3 separate regions of the Zea mays genome follow, and all the other regions are linked to region 2. The links are chromatin contacts, called in public Hi-C maps. All regions are on one chromosome and are shown on one strand. Each heading gives the region's core, a stretch centred on a gene start, on an enhancer-like site or on the middle of the called end of the contact. The rest is flanking DNA. Distances are from core to core; before and after follow the strand shown.

Evidence for each region. Hi-C and Micro-C count contacts between places; a contact is called where the count stands out from the background.
Region 1: a contact with region 2 is called in a Hi-C map of ear, with 2.0 times the contacts expected there. The contact joins the enhancer-like site here to the promoter of LOC100304439 in region 2. A contact is called at or near these places in 2 of 25 Hi-C or Micro-C datasets (ear and tassel).
Region 3: a Hi-C map of tassel shows a contact between it and region 2, with 4 times the contacts expected there. The contact joins the promoter of LOC100284470 here to the promoter of LOC100304439 in region 2. A contact is called at or near these places in 2 of 25 Hi-C or Micro-C datasets (ear and tassel).

What each region holds. Positions count from the first base shown.
Region 1 is chr4:44,785,934-44,789,977 of Zm-B73-REFERENCE-NAM-5.0, forward strand. No RefSeq gene overlaps it. Among protein-coding and RNA genes, the nearest start is that of LOC103653188, 59 kb to the left of the region's middle. Within about 2 kb of position 1,403, at least 16 of the 20 cell types and tissues checked have an H3K27ac peak or open chromatin away from gene starts, as enhancers often do. A contact at or near this core is called in ear and tassel, where this site is marked.
Region 2 is chr4:45,291,968-45,296,440 of Zm-B73-REFERENCE-NAM-5.0, forward strand. It overlaps LOC100304439 (Pentatricopeptide repeat-containing protein mitochondrial), which reads left to right and starts at 1,278. Exons shown (of 1, transcript NM_001165872.2): 1 at 1,278-3,272. The coding sequence starts at 1,329. The coding sequence ends at 2,699.
Region 3 is chr4:45,777,138-45,781,210 of Zm-B73-REFERENCE-NAM-5.0, forward strand. LOC100284470 (UBA/UBX 33.3 kDa protein) reads left to right here and starts at 2,628. Exons shown (of 12, transcript NM_001157365.2): 1 at 2,628-2,661; 2 at 3,253-3,348; 3 at 3,678-3,754. The coding sequence starts at 3,255. It overlaps LOC103653200 (ubiquitin carboxyl-terminal hydrolase 1), which reads right to left. Exons shown (of 6, transcript XM_023302344.2): 5 at 1,547-1,709; 6 at 1-1,073.

The DNA of each region.
Region 1 (4,044 bases), core at 153-2,652, 510 kb before region 2:
CCGAGAGCACAGTACCCCACCATTTAGCCACTTGCTAGGTGGGAACACGTTACTCCCACCATCTCTCCACTCCCAGTGCGTGCGAGTTGTTCTTGTATTGGTCCGACCGAGGCTAAGATTTCCCATGATGAGGCATGTGGCTAGTTAAAGGGTCCTAGATCAGCAGGCCAACAATCGTTGCGGTCCTTAAGTGACACAGACGGGCGACCTTTCCAGCTCAACGTCTGGTCTCAAATAAAACTATTTCTGAAAACTTGGTACCTGTCAGAGATACCCTGCTGAAATGATGAAGTCATCAAGGCCTTTGATACCTTCATCACTCTAGTCCCTTTTTCTTTGTAAAAACATGATTCATATCTCAAAACATTTTGTTCCTAGTCTATAAGCATAATAAGCACATCTAGCTTTTCAAATCAGGTATCACGAATGATAATCCATAGTTCAAGGAAGTATGCAACAAAGTTTAATCATTCAACTCTTACCACCTAATGCAGCATATAAGTGATAAAAGTTTTATAACAACAAGGAGGTGGTAAATGCACTGGAGCTTGCCTTGATGAGGAGATGAGTCAGGCTCTTCTACTAGGATATTGCAGTTGGCAGCAAACCCTACTGGAGCACCCTCGAGAGTACCTTCAGGAACAACCTCAGTTGGAGAAGTTTCAGATGTAGGAACAGGCTCCTCTTCCACTTCCACTTCAAATTCTTCTTCTCGGTGCTCTACAAGTCAATATCAAGTATATGAATGCTCATGTAATGATATGCTATGCAAACTCTTACTCAGGGAGAGGTGGAAAGCTTAAATGCTCGTAATTAAACATTTAGTGATTATACTTATAGTTCTAGGTTACCTAATGTTGGCTTAACGCGATCAAACTAAATTTTCCTCAGAAAATCAGAGAATACATATTTTAAAGCTTGTCAACCTTGCTGTTTAATATTTTGTATGATTTAAGTTTTATTTAACCTTATAGTAATTCAAGGTTTAGAGTTCTAATTACCCATTTTTAGATAGTTTATGGTTCTCTAAGCAAATCGACTCCAAACAGGCTTAGATTTTTACCAGAAGCTACTCTAAGGAAAACTAATTTTTCCACAAATTTTTATGATTTTTGAATCTATGTTTTTATTTCTAAAATTCTTTTAGGCTTCTTAAGGGTACTTTAAAATGATTAAGAATTTACTAGTTGCTGAAAAAATCCTAAGAATAAATTTTAATAGAACTACATAATTTCTTGGATTCTACAAAATTGGTTTGGTAATTTTTGCAGTTTTCTACAATTTATGATGAATTCTGTAACCTGCTACCAAAAATAAAAAGGAAACTACCAATAGTACTGGGCCGAAACCGGTCCGAGAAGGCCCAGCACAGCCAGATATGGCGCCCTCGCACGAGGCACGTGCCTGCCGTTCCGCAGTTTTTCATTCAGACCCCCACTAAATCAATTAACCGAACAAGAGTCTCGTGCCCTATTCTGTTGTTTCACTAACATGTGCACCGAGGTCCTTTCCTTTTCGTTTATTCACAAACTCCGGTCCACGACCGTGGCTCCAGCGGCCCTAAGTCGAACACATGCTTGCGCGCTCGCAACTAGCCAACGGTGGCCGGCTCCGGCAAGGGTCAACACAACTATGTGTTATCCGAGCTCAGCCCAACATATCTCTTGAGTGAATCGGATTCAAATGACCTAAACCGCCCAGACCACAGTGACGGCGGAGACCTGAGCTCCGATGAGATAGACCGGAGTTTTTAACGCAGTAGCGTTCAACCCTTGGCTATGGAAAGTTTTAGCAATCTGTCAAGCATACGATGCTCACATTGGTTGGGTTAGGGAGGATCAGATTCAATCGGTCGACATGGAAGGTCTCCTCGACGGCGTTCACCGGATTGCTTGATGGTGTTCCGGTGAAACTACTACGGTAGAGTTCAAAAGGAAGATTTTGTGAGCAACACTATGACCCCTATGTCCTGAAATGTGAGCACATCGAACGTGTTACCTTCCCGAAAAGGTTGTCCACGGGGAGATGGGAGATTCGGTGGTGATGGTCACCACTGTTAGTGTCTGCACGACGTTCTGGCCTCCTCAACGAAACAGAGAGGTAGAGAGAGCTTGACGGTTTGTCTTAGATGCTGAGGGATGGCATGGCATAGGGCCTATTTGGTTCAGTTTTTTTTTCTGACCAGCTTTCCCGAGAATCTAGCTGTGGGAAGAATCTAGCAGTGTAGAGAATCTGAGTATCGTTAGGATTACGTGCGAAGGAAGATAAAATTGTTCATGAGGCTCAGGATCTATAAAGTGACGGATTACTACTATTGCGACGACTCAACCGATTATATGTTTATGTTGATTTTGAATGGTTTTTACCAAAACAAATTTTATAGAAGCTGGCTGAAAAGCTGAGTGTTTGGTAGTCCGCAGCAGCTTTTTGTGGCCAGAAGCTACAAAAAGTCGAAACAAACAGGGCGTAGTGAGCAGGCCAAGGGCTTAATTGAAATATATATACAGATTCAGTTTCCATCTCTTATCACCTCTTTGTTTAACTAGGGTCAAACACATGAGCTGCACTGGTTGGGGTTACACTGGGGGCTTTCACCGTGGCTAACTGGGGTTAAATTGTTCCTCTATATCAACTGCAGGCTTCCCATGCAGAGCCAAGCACATAGGAAACTTTACTTCTCCTTCTGTTGAATGTTGGACAGCAAGACAAATAGTGAAGCAACTGAGTCACTATGGCCAAGATTATTACCTCCTTGCTCTGATCCATGAAGTGGTAAAGCTGGGACAAGTTATCCCCCCTAGGCTACAAGTTCCTTTCGGTGCAATCACTAGAAACCTCCAGAGCACTGGTGGAGATGGATATGTTTCTCAGATTTCACAACCCTGAACTACTTCAGTCGACAGCAGTACCAACCTCATTCGCTCCTTTGCTCCCTTCTCCAAACAATGACAGACCTATATTACTGAAGCAATTTTGTTCCTTAACTATAGGTCTATAAGTTTACAATAGTTTTCCAGGGTCAAGGATACAAGAATCACAAACTATAGGTCCCCAAAGTTGGCTGAAATTCACAGGAACCATACCCAGTTATCTAAGACTGAGCACGAAACTTATAGCCTGACAGGGCACTTTCAGGTAGTTGTTTTTTCACCTTTTTGTGGGATCACATCCAACTCACTTAAGGAGATTGGTTCATTTACATATGATCTTCAACTTTGTTATAAAGATCACAGTCCAAAACCATCGAGAACAGGCACCACACAGCTCCAAAGTCATGCCAATCACTGAAATTCAGCACTGGCCACTATTCCCTATCTGAAAATTTCCAAAGTCTGCCAGCCTTCCTTCTAACACCATTTACTCCACCTTTTCATGTAGTACCAAGACCATATCCCTTAAACAAACTTGTACCCTAATAGCTACTCTACAACTTTATTACAAGGAGTATGGCTTAATACTTCATAAATCAGACACAAAGGAGCTCCCAAAGTTGCTAAAAACACATAACTTCAGGCTTTGAAAATAAACTAAGTCCAGAATTCCAGAGTAAGGCATAGTACCCTTGAACCAATTTTTCTACCAATTCCACACAGCTTTAGGGTTGAACAATTTAATCAAACTTGTGCACCAAGCGTAGCCCCACAGCTTTTTCATAGTGACCCTCCTACAACTGTCCATGGATTGAAAATTATTAAGGCCTAAATATAGGTAGTTAGTAATAATTTAAGGATTCAAAAACTTAGGTCCAGACTAAATTGTGTGCTTTTCTCTACGTTTTGTTGTTAAACTTGGGATTCTCCACATATGAGAGTTGTTTGTTATGGAAAACTTTATAAGTTTCATATTTTGACTTTTGGCCAAACGCTGCAAGATCAAAATTTCCACTGTTGGGGTTAAGATTAAAGTTTCTCCCACTAGGTCTTCTGTGATAGAACCACCCGAATTATTCCAGTTTAAGTGCCCAACTCGCACCTGTTGGGGGCCTTCGTCTTCCGAAGGTCCTCAAAAACACGACTAACATGTTTCCCAAGTATAATATGTGTA
Region 2 (4,473 bases), core at 28-2,527:
CTACCTCAAGAAAGTTGCTTTGAAAGCAAAACAAGTTGTTTCCGAGAAAGGATCAGCCATAATGATGTGATCATGCAGAAACCATGGTTTTCTTAAGCGAGCGTCGGGCTAAAAATGTTGGGAGAAGTCTAGGCAAGCATTCATGCTCTGAATGAAGCCCACGCCTTTTTAATCCGACCCACTTCATGAAGCCATGAAGCAATTGATGTAGAAGAGTTTGCGAGAGCCACAGTGCTATACTTACGCAAGGGCTAGGGCCCTCTTCCTTTATCCCGATGCTCACTTAAGAAACATGTTTTCTACCTCAGACCTTTTACTGAGCCATCATATCCTTTTCTTTCAGAAACAATTATCGATAAAAAAGGTTAACTGAATAAAAGTCTGCAATTAAAGTTCCTAACTCTATTGCATGCAAGGTTCGTTCATGAAAACACCAGGTGTCCACAGCAAATTTGACTGTGCATGTGTATGCTACATGTGTAGATAGTTAGAATTACTTGTCTCTACTCAAACACAGATACTACGAGTACAGTGCTTTTATCCAGCGACTGTATCGTGCAAGAACAAAAACTAACAGATACTACGAGTACTGAACAATAACGCTTCCTCGCATAGACAGTTTAACAGCCATCTTCGCTATATTTCAAACCATAAGAAGTTACTCAACAAGGCTAAATCCCCATTAAAATTACTCGAACGACAGATGAAAACAGTAATCAAGATTCAGATTGATACGGTCTGCAACAAATACAACGGGCATCATTTCAGAATTCAGATAAGAATTATGGATAAGAACTCAAGGCATTCTTAGTCGTCGAGGTGAGGCCTCATGAGTCAGCAGCGGGCACCGCCATTTCTGCTCCACAGTTGCAAAGAAACAACACGAGTGCCAATTCGGAGCAAGAACTACGAAACCAGATGACAAACAAATTGCAAAGAAACAACACGATTGTCGATTCGGAGCAAGAACCACGAAACCAAATGACAATTAGCTACGAGCCTACGCGACGCTCTGTACCTTTGGAAACTCACAGAACCTACCCAAGGAGACTATGACGATGAGAGGAGGAAGAACGGCGCGACGGCGGCGGAGGGCATCGACGAGAAACAGATGGAAACCCTACGACCCTCCGCAATGCTAAAGCTGTGGGCTTTAATAGTACCAGCTCGAAGCAACTCAAGACCTACCAGCCCATGTGCATAGTTGGTCCCATTTCGTTAGCAGGCTATTTGCCAATACTATTTCGACCTAGGCCCAGCTAGCCGTTTGGAACGGTCCACGAATGTTAGCGCAGTGTGGCGACCGCAGTCCGCAGCCGAGGTGAGCCATGTCGGCGGCCGCCGTCCTGTGCCGCCTCGGCCTCCGCCTCCGCCGCCTCTCCACGCTCTCCGAACTCCCCGCGGTCGCGGCGGGAGCGCCGCAGCCGCAGCACCCGACCTCGAAGGACGCCTACTTCGCGGCGGTGCACCACCTCTCCACCATCGTGCGGCGGGACTTCTACCTGGAGCGCACCCTGAACCGCCTCCGCCTCCCGTCCCCGTTCCCCACCGACCTAGCGCTCCGCGTCATCCGCGCCGCCGCCCCCGCCGCGCCGCTCCACGCCACGCGCTTCCTTTCCTGGCTCCGCGCCAAGCCGTCCTTCGCCGCCTCAGCCGAGCACTTCGACGCGCTGCTCCTCCCACTCGCGCGCGCGCGGCTCTTCCCCCACCTCTGGTCCCTCGCCTCCGACATGCGAGGCCTCGGCCTCCCCCTCTCGCCGACCACCTTCTCCGCGGTCATCTCGTCCTACGGCCACTCCCGCCTCCCCGACCAGGCCGTCGAGGTGTTCAATCGCCTCCCTCGATTTGGCTGCCCGCAGACCACCGAGGTCTACAACGCCCTCCTCGACGCGCTCTGCGCCAACGGCAACTTCACCGGCGCCTACAAGCTGCTCCGCAGGATGGCGCGCAAGGGCGTTGCACCCGACCGCGCCACGTTCAGCACCCTCGTTGACTCCTGGTGCGCGGCGGGGAAGCTCCAGGAGGCGCAGGCGTTCCTCGATGACATGGCGGGCCGCGGGCTCCGCCCACCGGTGCGCGGCCGTGACCTCCTCGTCGACGGGCTCGTTCGCGCTGGGCATCTGGAGCAGGCCAAGGCCTTTGCCCTCCGTATGACCAAGGAAGGCATCCTCCCCGACGTTGCTACATTCAACTCCCTTGCCGAGGCGCTTTGCAATGCTGGAGACGTGGACTTCGCCGTGTCTCTTCTTGCTGATGCTTCCAGTCGAGGCCTGTGTCCAGACATCTCAACATACAAGGTGATGCTACCGGCTGTGGCCAAGGTTGGCAAAATTGAGGAGGCATTCCGGCTGTTCTATGCGGCTGTTGAGGATGGCCATCGTCCATTCCCGAGTCTATATGCGGCAATCATCAAGGCGCTTTGTAAGGCAGGACGCTTTGCAGATGCTTTCGCTTTCTTTGGTGATATGAAGACGAAGGGGCATCCACCGAATCGCCCTGTGTATGTGATGCTTGTCAAAATGTGCGTGAGGGGCGGTCGGTTTGTGGAAGCTGCAAACTACCTCGTTGAGATGAGTGAGGCAGGGTTCACACCCCGGGCACCGACCTTTAGTGCTGTAGTTGATGGCCTTCGACATTGTGGGAAGCATGACCTTGCCCGGAGATTGGAACAGCTTGAGGTGTCCCTGAAGGGAAATTAGATAGGGTTTGGTTCTGGAGTTAGTTAGGATGGAACAACTCTTCAGGAGCAGCTTCGTTCGAGGATTTTGGGAAGCATAATTTTCTATTTTTAGAACCACTCGATTTTATATGAAATCATCCAAACAAAAATAAATTAGGAGCATAAGGGCTCAATTTTACCATATTTCGGAACCAAACACTATCTTAAGATAACGTTTAGTTCCGAAGTATGGTGGGACAGAGCCATTTCACTCTCAGTTTATTGTTGTTTGGATTGGTTCCACGTACGATGGAGTGATTCTAAAAATGAAAAAATATGTTCATTCCCAAAATCTTCTGGACAGAGCCGCTTCCGGGGACGGAGCTGTTGTATCCCAAGTGACTATGGAAGCAAACGCTATCTAAATAGATGGGGAACTAGATGCGGTTTTCTCTTCCAGTTTGGACCTTGCAAGCTGTGTGGTGCTGCTACTAGATTTTCAGGTAGAAATGACACTTATATTTCTTCTTCGTGTAAATTTAATCTCGTCATAAGCCAGTAAAATCTGCTGTTTTGTTGTGCCTAACAAGATTTACCAACTTTTCAAGTGTCCAAAATAAGATTGATGGATTGTTATTTTTTTAATCTGTGATTTGATCGTCAATTCTGTGGTTAAATAATGTACACTTTTCGTTAATGAATTCACAGTTGAGTTGTGCACTGAAAGTTATCATGGTCAAAAGAAGTAAGTACAGTAAGTTCAATCCGTGATTGTGCTAAATGGATTTATGTACTGTTGATTGTCCCCATTGATGCTCAATAATGTGGAAGAAATACTCAGAATATTTTGATTGAATACCAACTTTAGGAGGCAAGTTACCTTTGTTGTATAGCTCAGTAGCTCACTGTTGCTGTTTAAACCACTGATACGTTTGCCAATTAACTGTCTTAAAATTACGTTGCTTTTACTCGTTATTTTTCATCTAAAAATTTGTCTCTCCTGTAAACCTTACTTTCTTAAGTTCCTATGGTGATAAAACCATATACATCAAACTCTGTTAATTTACAATTTTACCCTAGGACAGTAGAAGGCAAACGGGAAATGAAGTGACAATTCTTTTAGCAGCTAGATGCTTGGGTGTTTTTTTTTCTACTAAGGCTCTTTTGAATGTAGAGCTAATATTTAAAAGCTAAAATTAGCTGGAGATATTCAAATAACTTAGCTAATAGTTGGGCTATTAGCTGGAGACATCCAAACACTTTCAGCCAATAGTGCAGCTAACTATTAGCTACATCGTCAACTACACATTAGTTTATTGGTTGGTTCAAACCAGCTAAAATCAGCTAATAGTTAGTCAGCTAATTCCACTAGTAATTTTTTAGTCAATTAACTATTAGCTCTAGTGTAAATAGAGCTTAGAATGATTGAATGAAAGAATGACATCAGTCGGGTAAAGAAGGAACTTGTCTACATGTACTACTACATTGTGCAGTATGTACATATGGCACATCTAAATTGCTGGGATTGTCTAGTTTTGTTCTAAATTACTAAATACAGAGACTAAAAAAAATTGTTTCTATTTTTTAGTCTTTGTCTTTAGTAATTTATGGAATAAACGGGCTAAAAATGCAAGGACTAAAAAATCTCTAGAATTAGAACCCTATTTTCCTAACGTCCTGTTTGTGTCATTGGAATTGAATTCCATTCTAATAATAATAATTTAGATATATATCAATTAAGATAATTCGGTTTTATGTAAAATATATTTGTATACTATTATTAGCAAGATGTCGGAGACATTTATGTGATAAAT
Region 3 (4,073 bases), core at 1,378-3,877, 490 kb after region 2:
TTCATACATGTCAAAGTAGTCATGGCTGCGACGGATCCATAATTTGGGGTTTTCGCCATCAAACACAGGAAAATTCAACTTAGGCAAACGACCACGCATCGCGCCCCCCATGGTTGGATATGACAGATCGCCCACATGCTGATGGAATTCCGAAGTATGCACAGCTGGAGAACGAGGCAATGATGAACACATACCCTTGACCGGGGTATGGAGGAGGGTGGTGACCGACCCAAAACCATCCTCCCGGTGGCTCGATTCGACGCGGTGCCCATGGGGCCTGTTGGCTGGAACTCCGGCAGGTTGTTGCTCGACAGCCGGTGGAGAAGGAGCGAGGATGCCCGCCATAGCGGACGAATTGTCCACTACAGCACGCTCCCAATTTTTGGAGATCTTGCCCACCTCGAGTCGCAGGTCATCCATCATCCCTTCCATGTTCATCCGCCAATCTTCCAGCACACCAGTGGCTTGTTCTAGAGCCCCCACGCAGCGGTCTTGTCCAGTGGTGAACTCCGAGAAGGTCGCGTTCCAACGCGACTCCTGCTCGGCCACTCTGCGATCCCACTTGGAGTCATGTTCAGAGAAACGCCGCGACAACTCATCCAGGATGAGTTGAGTGTCTGGATTCATGAGAACACGTCGGAGGCGAGCACGGGTAAAGTAATGCTGCTGGTCGCCGCGATCCAGCGCGTCAACACCCACAAGCCAAGGATCGGTAACCTTTGATACCACTTGTTAACGACTTGCATAAGTTGGAACACACACACAATATCTGGAGAATGCAGAGACGGAGAACAGAGTAGTTGAGATAGTACTTGGAAAGGAAGAAGAACTAGAGTCTAGAGTTCTGTTACAGCATAAAAAACCCTACGCGCCGTCGAACCCTTATTTAATAATCGGCTGGATTACTCTGTGCTGTTTACCCACGCCGGCCCAAAGACCTTTGGGTTGCGCTTCCTCAGCCTTTTGGCCCGACACGGCCCATCTCCTGCTGTTGCAGCCAAACCTTCTTTGTCATTTGCCGCACCGATGACTGCTTCCTCCGCTTCGCTGACAAAGTTGTTGTGTGTTGTAAGCTGTGAAAAAAATTGTTATAGGTTGTGAGTTGTTAAAAAGTTAAAAATCGTTTGGTGAAAACCATAAAAAACCGTTAAAAGTTTTTCGATATATGTTTTCACAGTTCTATCTGAAAACCACTAAAAACAGGTTCGGCAGTGCTTTCAATTTTGCACTGCGAAAAAAATCGGCTTTTACAAAAAACTACTTTATGAATCCAATCCTTTGGTTTGACTATTGGTTTTTATGGGACAAAAGTCAAAGCCAAAAGCAAACCAAATACATCCTCAGCTTATTAACCGACGACGGGAACGCTGAGCCGCTGCGATCACGCCGGCCGGTGCCCAGAAGCGGGGAGCCGAGCGGTTAGGCGGGGCCAGTCTAACGCTTACATTTATCTATATCCATATTTAAATTCCATCCTCTGAATAATGTATTCTAAACAAACAGTATTTTGAATAAACTATAGATAAATTATTGGACACGGTCTTACAATGACTGTACCGTGCGTTAACACGGTACGCAATCATATTTGTTGTGGGTGGGCATTGCGCAGCAAAAATTGTGGCCACTTCTGCAAACTTGCTTTTTTTCCCCTGATGTGATGTTTGGGAAAGTTGCTTCATAGCTATTATCCTCCCATCAGGTAGCTTACCCTGGAAAAAAGGAACATAGTTAATTATATGACTGACCATATACGTTTCTACAAATCTGCATTAATTACCAACATCTACAAGAAAATATTAGAAAATGCATTCGCAAGAGTAAATTGTGAGGAGTAACCTTGTAAACTGCTCCATATCCGCCTTCTCTAAGAATATTTTAGGAACTGAAATTATTATCTATAGCTAACTATAGTTTAGCATTACTGAAGATGTTTGACCTGTTAGTGTGTATATGCATAGTTCTCTTTTTGTTCTCCATAGAATCTAGGGTTCTTACTGTAAAGTTACCACATGTATTTTTGCCCTTTAAGCCCTCTAGAATATACAAGTTGTCATTCTCTTCATCCTAACATGATATATGTGATGAGCTTCTGCAAGACAGTGGTAAAAAAACCAGGGCTCTGGAGGCATTTATGACTTGACAGTAATTCCAACTTCATTTTCCTCTCTTAGTATCTTGTGTGACTCATGAAGTATAAGGCAATGCTGACTAGGCAATTCAGTTGTATACTGAATGAATATCGTCATCTAATGCTTGAGGTACACCAAGACTTCAGGGTTACTCTTTATTACTCTGTTGTTGATTTTCTTAGTGACTTGGTTTGTTTGATCTTCTAAGTTGTAACCCAAACGAAGGAATCGATCTATTTGTGAGTAGGCTAGCTGTTGGTTCAAGAGGGAAACCCTAAGCATGAGGGAAGGCATAAGTTACTGCAGGAAGAAAGAAGTCACCCGAGTCTCCTGAGACACCACAAGACCCATCTGGGAGGAAAAGACAAGAATGAAGTGCAGAAGAAGCAAAGCCCTAATCCTCTACATCTAATTTTCGCACTCCCATTTCCATCTGCAGTAGCTTATAGCTCTTTGCTCTACTTATATGGGAAGAGGATTCATACATCATCTTGGCTCAAGGATTACAAAGTGAGGAAAGAGCTCTGAAAAGGTAAATTTCCTATTCGTAATTTCATCAACTTGTTCTGTCACCAGAATTTCAAAGCAAACTGGAAGTCTTGTGAATACTTCATCAAACTTGCTCAATCTTGTGCTTTTCCATTGCTTGCACTTTATGGTTCTTGTGCCGATGCATTATAACCTGTAATATTTCAGGTTAGGTTTTGTTTCTAGCATACCTATTCTTCCATGTATAGTGATAAAAGCCAACATACTATTAGCATTAACACACACACAGGTCCTAGGTGCTTCACAGAACACATATGTTAGTTCTAATTTAAATTGTAGAGCATTATAGCTTTTATGTTAGACATAGAATCAAGATTTGCAAATTAAGCTCCTAGAATATAGCTTAAATTATGTAAGATCATTGGGGGGAGGGTAGGGCATTTAATCATTGGTAACTCTTTGATTTTTTCTGCTTACGCAACTGTTTGTTTAATTAATTGTTAGTTGTATGAAACATCTGCTTGAATTGAGCCAATAGTTTGACATTGCTATCTGTTTCCCTCATTATCTATTCCCTCTAGTTTTGCATTTGTAGCAATTGGTGAGCTCTTATTTTTGTTCATCTGTCTTCTAGTGATGGCTGTCCCACAAGTTGACAAGAAAATGCTTGGTGAACTTGAAGCCATGGGATTCCCAACTGCACGTTCAGTTAGGGCACTCCATTTTTCAGGTATGCCTTTTCAAACAAACTTGCTAGGTACAGGTTTGCATTACAATGTTTTTCTTTGCCAAAGACAGATCGATAATACACAAAATAGAAACTACACGACAGTTGGTCCCTTCTATGGTTGCGAAGTGTTTTTTTGTATTTGTGCCCATCCTTCCATGGTTTGTGTGTTATCCCTATTCACTGATGGCATTGCAGTTGATAGATATGCCATTTCGTAAAAATGCAAATTATACAAAGCTCCAGCAACATATTTATTATAGATATTCAGTATATTATTTATTTAGCATGTAGTTCAATAAATTGGAGAGATAATAATATGTCTTGTTCAGGTAATTCCAATCTTGAATCTGCTGTAAACTGGCTTCTGGAACATGAAAGTGACCCAGATATTGATCGGCTACCACTGGTAGGTGATTTCTTAACAAGGGATGTTCTTTATTAGCTGAAGTCCTTTCTCATGAGCACTATTCTGTGTTCTGATACTATTCTCGAGGTGTTGGTGGGGCTATAAGAAGTTTTCACTTCATGCAATTTGAATGTCCCTTAAAAAAATTGGTCGGAGATTATAGCTTGGAACCTTCCAAATGTTGTTAATATGAACCTGTGAAGCAACTGCCATCATAATACTTGACACTATAATACTACATTTATATTTCCGAATCAGGTAGTATAATCATGTGAACATTACTGTTGTAATGTCACTACATTGAAACAATTTGTTTTGA